Linked DNA regions of Mus musculus: regions 1, 3 and 4 are each linked to region 2. The links are chromatin contacts, called in public Hi-C, HiCAR-type and HiChIP or PLAC-seq maps. All regions are on one chromosome and are shown on one strand. The core of a region is the stretch at or near the end of the contact, and the rest is flanking DNA. Distances in the headings are between cores, read along the strand shown.

Evidence for each region. A called contact is a pair of places that touch in the nucleus more often than the background predicts. HiCAR-type assays count read pairs that join an accessible place to other places. HiChIP or PLAC-seq counts read pairs in DNA pulled down with a chosen protein or histone mark.
Region 1: a contact with region 2 is called in an H3K4me3 HiChIP or PLAC-seq map of bone marrow-derived macrophages, with 7 times the contacts expected there. The contact joins the enhancer-like site here to the promoter of Rtcb in region 2. A contact is called at or near these places in 2 of 39 promoter capture datasets (embryonic stem cells and pre-B cells), 5 of 115 datasets of contacts at active chromatin or transcription factors (bone marrow-derived macrophages, embryonic stem cells, large pre-B cells and 2 more) and 1 of 9 other capture datasets (embryonic stem cells).
Region 3: a contact with region 2 is called in a Hi-C map of uterus. The contact joins the promoter of Btbd11 here to the promoter of Rtcb in region 2. A contact is called at or near these places in 1 of 484 Hi-C or Micro-C datasets (uterus) and 1 of 115 datasets of contacts at active chromatin or transcription factors (memory CD8 T cells).
Region 4: a HiCAR-type map of astrocytes shows a contact between it and region 2, with 2.9 times the contacts expected there. The contact joins the promoter of Cry1 here to the promoter of Rtcb in region 2. A contact is called at or near these places in 1 of 39 promoter capture datasets (embryonic stem cells), 1 of 484 Hi-C or Micro-C datasets (embryonic stem cells), 5 of 115 datasets of contacts at active chromatin or transcription factors (astrocytes, large pre-B cells, memory CD8 T cells and 2 more) and 1 of 9 other capture datasets (adipose tissue).

What each region holds. Positions count from the first base shown.
Region 1 is chr10:86,826,419-86,829,118 of GRCm38.p6, reverse strand. All of the region lies in intron 12 of Nt5dc3 (5'-nucleotidase domain containing 3), which reads right to left. Among named protein-coding and RNA genes, the nearest start is that of Nt5dc3, 49 kb to the right of the region's middle. Within about 2 kb of position 1,373, at least 67 of the 459 cell types and tissues checked have an H3K27ac peak or open chromatin away from gene starts, as enhancers often do. A contact at or near this core is called in bone marrow-derived macrophages, pre-B cells and pro-B cells, where this site is marked.
Region 2 is chr10:85,956,456-85,959,343 of GRCm38.p6, reverse strand. It overlaps Rtcb (RNA 2',3'-cyclic phosphate and 5'-OH ligase), which reads left to right and starts at 1,551. Exons shown (of 12, transcript NM_145422.4): 1 at 1,551-1,729. The coding sequence starts at 1,637.
Region 3 is chr10:85,385,511-85,388,381 of GRCm38.p6, reverse strand. Btbd11 (BTB (POZ) domain containing 11) reads right to left here and starts at 1,568. Exons shown (of 17, transcript NM_028709.2): 1 at 1-1,568. The coding sequence starts at 1,053.
Region 4 is chr10:85,183,690-85,186,389 of GRCm38.p6, reverse strand. It overlaps Cry1 (cryptochrome 1 (photolyase-like)), which reads left to right and starts at 1,336. Exons shown (of 13, transcript NM_007771.3): 1 at 1,336-2,076. The coding sequence starts at 1,919.

The DNA.
Region 1 (2,700 bases), core at 124-2,623, 870 kb before region 2:
TAGGGGGGTAATTAACTCCTTGAGTGGGACTGCTCTTACCAATGAGATCCACGGCCTGATAAAGGAGACCTCAGAATTCTCCAACCTCTCTACCATACGAGGCCAGATCTTACCAACAGTGACAGCTGGCACCTCAGTCGGGGAACTGCAGGAAGCAGGTGGTACTTAAGCCACTGGTCTATGACAGACTGACAGCAGCCTGGTGTGAATGAGACAGAGCCACACCTGCAAGAGGGAAGTCTCCAGGGTGGTGACTAGCCTGCCGAAGTGCCAAAACTAATCTCTTTCTCAGAGTAGCTGCCAGAAGCCATGCAAATTCTCCTCTGCACTCCCAGCCCTCAGGTGAACCCAGCGCAGGCTCTGTAGATGGAAAGAGCCGACTGGAAGATCCAAGTTCAAGTTCCAAGTCCAAGAACCATTCTCCAGGTCAGCATTGCCAGAGATGGGGGAGACCGCGTGTCAGCTGCCTCTGCTTCTCTACCACCAGTCCTGACTCTCTTAAGTTTTTTGTTTTTCTTGTACACTTTATTTACTTGGGGAGAGGGCATGTATGTGTCAGCATGAGGAGACAAGAGGTCAGAGGCAAACTGCAGGATGGATTCTCTTTTGAGAATCCCAGTACTGAACTTAGGACACCACACTTGGCATCTTCATCCACTGAACAGGTAAGCCCTGGTCCTGAAGTTAGAGGGCGCCCAAGGACGATGGTGGGACCCAGTGGACCGTGACCACAGACGACCGAGCAAATACAGAGCAGCTTTCCCAGGGCAGGGCCACCCTGCTCTGTGCCTGTCCTGAGAGAGCTCTTCCTGGGCCTGGCTCTGACACCCTAACACCTACCCTCCAGGGCTTTCTCCATCACTGCATCGCACCAGCAATCTCCTCACCAGAACCCACGGCACCAGCATCAAATGTGCTTGTCCCCATGAGAGAAAACCTACCCTCGTGTGCCATCCCTTCTCTACAAGGGACACTGTCAAACAATCCTCAAGTATCAAGCCTATTTAAAGTACTTGGGTCTAAGTTATTAGTCACAATAGTACTTTTTGTTCAGTTGGTGTTGATGTTGGTGTTGGTTTGGTCTTGGGTTTGGGTTTCTCTGGGTAGCTTTGGTTATTCTGGAACTCATTCTGTATACCAAGCTGGCCTCGAACTCACAGAAACCCACCAGCCTCTGCCTCTGCCTCTTAAGTGCTAGGATAAAAGGCATGCACCACCACTGCCTAGAAATATTTATTATTACTTAATGGCTGTACTGAGAAACACTGAGTGCTTATGACATAGTCCAGAGCCCACACACCCTATAATATCCGCTTCCTGGCCTTTAAAGAAATTTGCCGCCCGTATGCGGTCTGAGCGGCCTCCTGCAAAGGCCCACAAGTCACCAGCTCTCCTAGCAGCAGCCACACCCATTTTAAACGTACTTCACGACCAAGGAGAGACTTCTACTCTTCTGCGTAACTCGTCAGGCTTAACTCCAAATGACTCTGCTGCTCTTCCTCAAATTAAACCCAATCTCCCAGGACATGTTTTCTTAATAATGGGATACATTCTCTGAAACTAACCACCACAGGAGCGCTCTAGATAATGGAATTTTCCAGACTGGGGCTGTGGTGCTGAGGGCCGGGCAGTGAGAAAAGACACTCATCTGACAGCCCACCCCTTGAAATGTGGTACCAATGAGGGCGTCAATGCACCAGAGCTTGAGGGGACCAGGCAGGTGAAGACCAGAGGGCCGAACACCAGAGTGAGGCCAGCATCAGGGATTTCTCTACTGGGCTCAGGGAATCTCTGGATGGACATGTGCAGGCTGTGATCTCAGGCTTGTCCCAGAGAGCCGAGAGGAGGAAATGAGCACAAGGGTCTAACCTTCAGTCAGTCAGACTTCACAGCTACATGGCTTCATACTACAGACTACTCTATAATGAAAAGTTACTTTCTCTCTCAGCCTCAGTTTTCTCTCCTATAAAACCAGGGTAGAAATATACGTGCTATTTCCCCTTTCTTACTTCCCTAACCAAGTCTTGTGTAATTCATTCCATATGTCACAGAAATATTGTCAAGGCTACCCATTCTCTTAACCAAGGCTACCTATTCTCTTAGCCATCAAGCATTTTCCATAGGCCAGAAAGGAAAATAAACAAAACCTGTTTCCAGAGCCATGTGCCACTCGGTCACTACAGCCATGACATGCAGGTCACTTGTGAGTCTGATCAGATGCACAGTCACAGAAAGGGTGCAGGTCAGGCAGAAGCCACCTTCCTTATCCTCAGGGCACGTCCCCAAACCCTTATAACCTAAAATCGTGGGCACCATCAAACCCTATATATACACTGTTTTTCTTATCTGTGCATACCTATACCAAAGATCGATTTATAAATAAGACACAAAATAAGGAATCAATACCTAATAATAAAGCAGGAGCTTTAACAATATTCTGTAAATATTACTTCCAACTTACAAATTGTTTGGTTCCAAATTTTCCCCTTTCCTATTTCTGGACTACTTAACCATAGGCAGCTTAACTCAAAACACAGAAAGAGAGCCCATACGTAAGACTATCACAGACGCTCAGCTCCGCCTGACAACCCCTAAGGGAGCAAGCACTTCCAAGTGGCGCAGCAAAGCCCAGACTTAGGCATCACACAGCCTAAAGTTGAACCTCTCTACATCATTTTATGCTCTCAAAACCCTGCAGCC
Region 2 (2,888 bases), core at 302-2,801:
ACTGAAATGGTAGTGCAGCTTATTAAACCTAGGCAGTTCACAGTTGACATTAGTGTCATTAATCAGCAGGGTGAGACTGGACAGGGGAGCAGGAGAGTGGGACAGCCAGGGTGGATATGTAAAAATGAACAGAAACCACACCCTTTGCTTAACTCCTTAGGTTACTGGGGGATAGAAGAGGGCTGTATAAGTACTTAACATCCTGGTCTAGTTACTCCTCCAGTTTCATGTCTGTGACCTTCAGAGCCACTATGAATAATTATGATCCCATTTCATAGAAGTGAAAACAGAGGAATGTATCACACAAAGGTGGTAATGGCATAGGCGGAACCTGAACCCAAGTCTTCCTGATTGCTATGGTGGTGTTTTTCACAGGGTAGGACTATCCTGCAAATCACTGCCAGCTTTCTTATCCCAAGAGCAAGAGTCAATTAAGTTTAAAGGTACAGACACAGGACACAGTCCAAACAAAGCTATGGAACACAGTGATCCCTGAAAGAGGGATTTATCCATCTTTGTAGGGAATTGCTGGCCAGAGCAGATTTCCTTCACAAGCATTTGTAGAAATAAATGATACAGTGTTGTGATATGCTTCTTTTGGATGCTCATTTTGTAATGGAGTGTTTGTTGTACATCTTCAATCTCATTCTGATACATTGCAAACGTCATTAGTATTTTATCTTGCTCAGCTGTTTCACTAATGTTCATGGGGCATGAACTCCAAACTGTATGTTCTATATAGCAGTTGACCTGATCCAGGGTGAAGAGGTTTCAGGAGCAGCTCAAAAACATTCTTAAAGCAGTATGTCTTCAATAGCAGCAGTCAGGAGACATTGGCAAGGGTATCTGTGAGAGTTCGAAGCCAACCCGGATACATAGGCTCACCAAGGCTAAGTATCGAGATCTTACTTTAAAAAAGGGGGGGGGGTGAAGGGAGGGAGGGAGAGAGAAAGGGGGAGGGGGGAAGAAAGGAAAAAGAGAGAGAAAGAAAGAAAGAAAGAAAGAAAGAAAGAAAGAGGGGAAGAAAGAAAGATAGAGGGAAAGAAAGAAAGAGGGGAAGAAAGAAAGAGGGGGAGAAAGAAAGAAAGAAAGAAAGAAAGAGGGAAAGAAAGAAAGAGGAAAAGAAAGAAAAGGAAAGAAAGAAAGAAAAAAGGAAGGAAGGAAGGAAGAAAGACAGACAGACAGACAGACAGAAAGAAAGAAAGAAAGAAAGAAAGAAAGAGGGAAAGAAAGAAAGAGGGGAAGAAAGAAAGAAAGAAAGAAAGAAAGAAAGAGGAAAAGAAAGGAAGAAGGAAAGAAAGGAAGGAAAGGAAGGAAGGAAGAAAGAAGAAAGAAAGAAAGAAAGAAAGAAAGAAAGGAAGAAAGGAAGGAAGAGAGAGAGAGAGAAAGAAAGAAAGAGGGAGAGAAAGAAAGAGGGGGGGGAAGTGCAAGTGAAGACTAGCGCTGTAATTCATTGTAACGAGATGATCAGGACTCGCGCGAAGAGTTTTGAGCCTCGGCGCTTGCCATCTTCCCTCCTGGAGCGGAGCTGGTCGCGCCTGCGCCCTGAGAGGCGGCGCTGCGTGGAGCGGGTGGACTGCGGGGTGGTTTCTCTTTCTAAGCGTAGCCAGGAGCTATCGCTGGCCTCGCCGCCACCATGAGTCGTAACTACAACGATGAGCTACAGTTCTTGGACAAGATCAATAAAAACTGCTGGAGGATCAAGAAGGGCTTTGTGCCCAACATGCAGGTGAGTTGGGGCAGCGGCCTTGGGAGCTGCAGGCCGCGACTCCGCCGCGAACCGGCGGCCTCCGCCCAGCGCAGGGCTGCGGGGTTCCAGGTCTCCCTCCTCTGCAGACTGCACGCGCCAGGTCCACACACACGAGGACAGACGGACGCAGCGTGGGGGCTCACGCGTGTTTTCCCCACGCACCATCAGACACGGTGTTCCTGGTCTTCCGAGATTTCTGTGGACTTTCCCAAGTTGGCACCGCCAGCCAGGAACTCTGTTTCTCTTGAGTCCTGATATTTAGTTAACGTTTACAGATGGCATTCTCCAAACTTAACTGGGTTTTAACGTAACGACAATCGGCATGATTCGAGCTTTTAATATGCTCTTGGCGGAGGACCCCCGAGTTGGTGGGTAACTTATCTGTACCCATCTAGGAAGACAACCCTGAATTCGTATCGAGTCCACTTCTCTCAGCCTGAATGATGTGTTTCAGCTGAAGGCTTGGGAGCCAGAGACCAGGATCTGAAACCCTGGGCCTGCTGTCGCCACCGCCGTGTGTACTCGAAAGTTCCGATAAACGTTGAGGAAGAAAACACTTGTGAGGTTTTGGCACATGTGTTAAGTGACACCGTCTCATAAATGCCATGAGAATGCAATAAAGATTTGCAGTCCTTTGTCTTAGTAAAAAGTTTCTGATAGGCTTCGCTTGGTGGCTCGGGCCTATAATCCCTGGAGGCTGGGAAATGGAAGATCCATTCAGGACTGGTTACACAGAGAAGCCTTGCACCACTTTGCAAGGTATACTAGGGAGAAAAAGTCCACAGCAGTGAAACAGTATTTTCCTTTGTTGTGTGGAAGAAGGGAAGGCTGGTTGGTAGAGTCTTGCTAATTTATTAAGTGACACATGAAAATTGTACATTATATCCGTGTGTGTGTGTGTGTGTATAATATATATACGCATATATTATATACATATATATTATACACACATACATATTATATATATATATATATATGATGCTTTTTATAATGCGTAAGTTATATAATAGCAAAATCATGATAGACATATCGCCTCAGAAATTTGTGAGCAGTTTTTCCGTTTTGAAGATCGTTGATTAGATTTTACGGGTTGGACATTTCCAGTTTAAACCCAGATCTAAAATGCTCTAAGATCCTT
Region 3 (2,871 bases), core at 319-2,818, 570 kb after region 2:
GAATTTGGGCGCTTCGTGAAGCGTGTGGTGGTGGTGATGATGGTTGGCGGCGACGGCGGCGGTGGCTGTGGTTGGCGGGACTGCGGTCGCCGCCGTGGCTGGCGGGGCGCAACAACTACTGCCCCCGCTGGCGCTGCTGGCTGCGCTGCAAGGGCCACCGCTCGCCGCTCCCCCTCCCGGAGTCTCGCGCTCCTTATCCGCTGCAGGGGCTCCGGGGCCTGAGCCGGGGCCTGGGCCAGAACCGGAGCTGGAGCCAGGGCCAGGACCGCTACAGCTACGAGGTAGCCCGGAGGCCAACACCCGCGAGTAGATGTCCCGGAAGAGACTCTCCATACAGGCGGTCAGGTAGATGGCGGCATGCTCGTGGATGCGCAGCGCCACGCGGCTGTCCACCATCCAGCGGTACACGCGGCCCACGGAGAAGGTGAGGCCGCAGCGCGCCGACTTGCCACGGCCCAAGCGGTCGCCGCCAGCGCTGCTCATGTTATAGAGGGACAGCGCGGCCAGCGCGGCAGCGGTGCAGTGAGCCGCCAGGCCCCAGGACAGTACGATCTCCATGGCACTCTGGATCTCGTACTTGGTGCACTTGGCGAAGCGCAGGCTCAGGCGCTGCGCCTCTTTAGCGATGCGCACTAGAGCCCGGCTTACCAGCATCGAGAGCTTGGCCAGCGCGTCCTTGGGCAGGCTGCCGGGGACCGCTGGGCCTGCCCGGGGATCCCGCGAGCGCAGCAGCAGCAACTCCAGTTCCTGGAGGGTCCAGGGGACCTCGTCGAGGTCCGGCAGCAACCGCGAGCAGTGCTGACCGGCGCAGTCCAGCCCCTCGGAGTCTTCCACCAGGGCAGTGTTGACGGTGTCAAAGCTGTTGTGCCGGCTGTGCATGGAGTCAGCTAAAGGCGGCCAGCAGCTCCCGCCATACGGGGACGCCGGGTGAGAGTCAGAACAGCACAGAGACAAGTTGGAGGAGCGCACAGAGTCCGCCGCGCCACCATAACCCGAGTCCAGCGTCAGATCTTCCAGCGTTCGCACCACAGGCTTCTTACCTCTCCTGGCCATCGCTGCGCCACTTCATGCTGCAGCCGCCGTGGAGCCGAGGGGAAGGAAAGGCAAGGATCTGTGGGCACCGGGGTCCTCGGGGACAGCGGGGCTCCACGTCGCCTAGGCTCACTTTCCCACCTGGCGTTGCCAGCAAGTGTCACTACTTTCGCCTGTCTCCCCGAGCCGTCACCACGGGAAGATACACGGCGGAACCTGAAGTCATCTTCTGGAGTCGGGGCCAGAGCGAGGGCGCACTGAGCCGCGAGCCAGGCCGGGAAGGAAGCTCCCGCCAGGACCCGCGCCTTTCATCCAAAATAAAAGTGTCTGGTCCTCTCCTCCCTGGGACCAGACGGATGCAGAAGCCTCCGAGAGCCGGCCACAGTGTCGATAGGACCTAGATCGCCCCAGATACGGCCGCCGCAGCTCGGCGGGCTACGGGCTCCCCCGGCTCCGGGATCCGGGCCGCGGTTCTCTTGAGCTCCCGCCCCGCACTAAAGCGCTGTAGCCAGGCGGCTGCAAAACCCTGCTGAGCCCCAGCAAACCAAGCAGTCAGAGGGCGGGCGCATGCAAAGCAGGGCCGTCGAAGAGCCAATGGAATCGGGGGATGCTAATTACTTAGGTTTTTTTTTTTTTTTTTTATTCCTCCCTTCCATGCGGCCCCGCCCCTCAGACACGCCCCCCCAGGCCTTGACCAGGGCTGCAGCTAGGAGGGATCCGCGGCCTAGGTGGAAGCCTGGAGAAGAACAGTCATCCTGCAACTGTAGCTTCCCTAGTTTCTGCTTTCGAACTATCGACAAAAATATCATTTATATCGTTATTTGTTCCACTCTGCGGTTCATAAAGTGTTTGTCCGAGGGTTACTTTCTGCTTTGGCATTTTAGATTTCTCTTTCCCTCCCACCAGCCCATACAAGATGCACGTTTCTCCTCCCTCTTCAGGCACCCTGACTAATTCAGGCGGGTGCCGCTTCTCAGCCTGGGTTTGCTCCAGCATGGAAGGAAATAAAACAGGAAAGTAGTGAGGGGGAGACTGATAATTGCCACTGGGAAGCGAATCTCTAGCCATAAACCACCTGTCACCAGGACTTTCTAGGTTTGTTCGGCAGACAGGAATCTACCCTTAAGTTCCAGGGTGTGTGTGTGTGTGTGTGTGTGTGTGTGTGTGTGTGTGTGTGTGTGTGTTCCGGCCACTCTGTGGTTCTGGTGGACAATGCTCTAGACTGCTCAAACTTAAATTTGTGCACAGGAGAATATTCTTTTCAGCTAAAGAAAGATACAAAATATATGTGTGTGTCTGCTGCATTTCTGTGTCTAACAGCATCATTGCTTGGCTATTTGTCTATCTCTACCTACCTTAGGAAAAACCTTATTCATTCAAAGATTCCTACCTCCCTTACACAATCCTATTCCTACAAGAAGCCCACCCTGATCTCCCAAAACTATCCTGGGTGTTTCCACCACCCCACCCTCTTCGATGGCTTCACATTTCTGGGCCCTTGTCACGCTGGCTTGCTACTATCTATTTATTTGTCTGGATCCCACATTGGGCTAGGGAGTTGTGGTAAATGTATGAGTCGACAAGGGAAGGACGTGCTTTGAACTGCTGGTTTGAACGTTCAACTGTGGCTGAAGGGATGTGAGAAGACACTCAACATCACTGGCCATCAGGGTAACTGCAAATCAGAACCATAAGGAGCTGCCAGCTCATGCCTGTTAGGATGGCGATTATCAGAAAGTCAAAAGATTACAAGCATCAACAAGGGTGTGGAGGATAAAGAAGAGTGTACTCTATTGGTGAGAAGGGAAATTGATATAGCTATTATGGAAAATAATGCCG
Region 4 (2,700 bases), core at 87-2,586, 770 kb after region 2:
CCATCTTCAGTTACACAGCAGGTTCAAGGTAAGCCAGGGCTCCGCGAGACCCCGTCTCAACAAAAAGGGCATTGTATGTCTAAGGCATGGCCTGTAGGTTATGGCTAGGAAGTCTGGTAAAGATGCACATGTGGCCCTGTGTTCTCATTAGACTTCAATTGCTTTGATAAAACATCATGAGCAAAAGCAACTTGGCCAGGAAGGAAGGGGTTTGTTGCCGTTTACAGTTAATAATCCATCGTGGGGAGAAGTCAGGGCAGAAATTCAAAGCAGAAACCTGGAGATAGAGGGCTGAAGCAGAAGCCATGGAGGAAAGCCGTTTTGGTTCCCTGTGGCTTCCTCAGCCTGCTTCCATATACAACCCGCCTAGGGCTACCAGCCTAATGGTGGCGCCACACACACTGGTCGGGTCCTTCCACATCACTCATTAATCAAGAAAGTGCCCAGACTTCCCTACAGGCAACCTGATGGAAGTCTTTACTACAATTAAGGTTCCTCTTCCCATTTAACTTCAGTTGAAGAAAAAAAAAAAAAAAAAAAAAAAAAGCAAAGCAAAAAGCCCAAAAACCTAATCAAAATACCTTCTAAACTACACTTCATGTAATAGATTAGAGTTGATAAATTGACGATGTATCTACAGTATTATGAAATGCTGAATATCTGAGATCGGACCTGTCTTCTCCAGAGCTTGGGCAAAGGTGCCCGCCCCAAACAGTAAAAAAGGCTAACGGCGTGATTTCTGCTCCTTTCAGAGCAGGGGACTCCGATTAACACCTGATTGAAGCTGGGTGAGAGGCAGGACTGTGCCTCGGTTGCCTCTCACCCAGCCCAGCAATAACTCTCAGGGCACACGGAACTGGCTTCAGACCTTCCACACAACCCATAGGAAGAGCCCTGGGCGCGCTCCCGCGTCCTAGCCTCTTCTCTTCCACCGCGAGAGCGCAGCGCACGCGCGCCGTGCCCGGCAGAGCGCGCGCCCGCGAGCTCCCCGCAGCCCCGTGCTCATCCGGGTCCCCGCGAGCCTCGGCCAATGGAGGCGGCTCCCGGCCCCGGGAGCAGAACTATGCCTCCTCCCCCTTCTCGCGGCCTGTGGCCCCCGCGAGCGGCCTGGGGCTCAGGAGACCCGCAGAGGCTGCGAGTCCGGATCCCACGCGAGAACTCAGGTCGTGAGCGCCCAGCGATCGCAACCGGTCCCGAAGCACCGGGCGCGGCGGCGCACGCGGGGGTCTGAGCCAGTGTAGTAAACACACTTCAGAAACGTGAGGTGCCGGTGGTCACGTGGGGTGCATGCCGCCCAATGAGAAGCCGGGGGCGGGGCGGAGGCCGCTGACGCGGCGGAGTCACCCGGGCAGCCTCGGGACCGGTGACCGGCAGGCGAGCGTCCCGCGGCCTGGAGCTCTAGCCCGCGCTCTCCGAGCTCGCTGCCCACTCCGGGACGCACAGGCCGCGTCGCGCGGAGGCCGCGTGAGCTCGTGTCCGTTCGTGGAGGCCGCCTCGGGCGCGCCACCGTCTCCTCGCGGGTCGCCTCGGTTGGGCGAGGTTTCCGTGACGAGCCTCCCGGGGCTGCTGCGACCAGCTCGGGCCGTCGTGGCGGCTCGGGCCCCGCGCGCTCGCTTGCGCTCCGGGGGTCTCAGGCCCTGGAAGGTATGCGTGTCCTCCGGACGCTGGGCGCGGGCTCCTGAAGGACGTCGCGCGTGGATCCCGGCGCCTCGGCAGCCTCCATTCATCTGCCAGCTGCGCGCTCGCCACCTCCGCGCCCCGCCTCGGCGTCGCCTCCTCCCGTCCCCTCTCTGCAGCCCTTTCCCCACTCCTCGGGTGAGGAGGTTTTCTTGGAAGCGCAGGTGTCGGTTATGAGCCCGGCTTCCCTCCCTTGAAGCTCTCGGTAGAGGAAGTCGGGGTGACCCGCCGCGCCCCGAGCATGGGGGTGAACGCCGTGCACTGGTTCCGAAAGGGACTCCGGCTCCACGACAACCCCGCCCTGAAGGAGTGCATCCAGGGCGCCGACACCATCCGCTGCGTCTATATCCTCGACCCCTGGTTCGCCGGCTCTTCCAACGTGGGCATCAACAGGTGGCGGTGAGTCCGAAGCGCTTGGGAAATCAATCGATCGCGGTGTGCGCGAGTCGGGTGTCGATGCGTTAGTGTCAGATCTGAGATTTGGTTTTAGTCCAGGGACCGAATTGCCTACATCGTTAAAGAATTGTAGATGTGGTCAATATTAAATAGTACAGACTTAGTAGTAGAGATTATTGACGACCCTGAAACACTTTAGCTTTTACCGGTAAGTTATGTGTCTGTGTTGATGGGAACGCCTTCCCTGATTTGCGAGAAATAACTAGGAGGAGAATTAAACACTCCCAGATCATAATGGCCTTGATATCTTAGGCCTCCGAAAGGGTTGTAATCTTTAATGTTGACGTGTGTGTCTAGGTAACTCATAGTGTGGAGAAAAACCATTCATTTATTATAGCGGGCTCCGGATCCAGCTTTCTTCCCCCTTGAGGTTAGAGGAGGAAAAGCAAGGGAAAGAATTAGCTGGTTTCCCAACTCTCTCTCTCAACTCCTCCTTGTGGTTGACAAGACAAAGCACAGTTTTTCTTTCGAGGCAAAGTATAATCCTTCTAGGGAATTGCGACTGGAAGAAATCCTCCGGACATTTTGTGAGCTGTGCCTGGGAAAACAGGATAGACGATTGTGTGG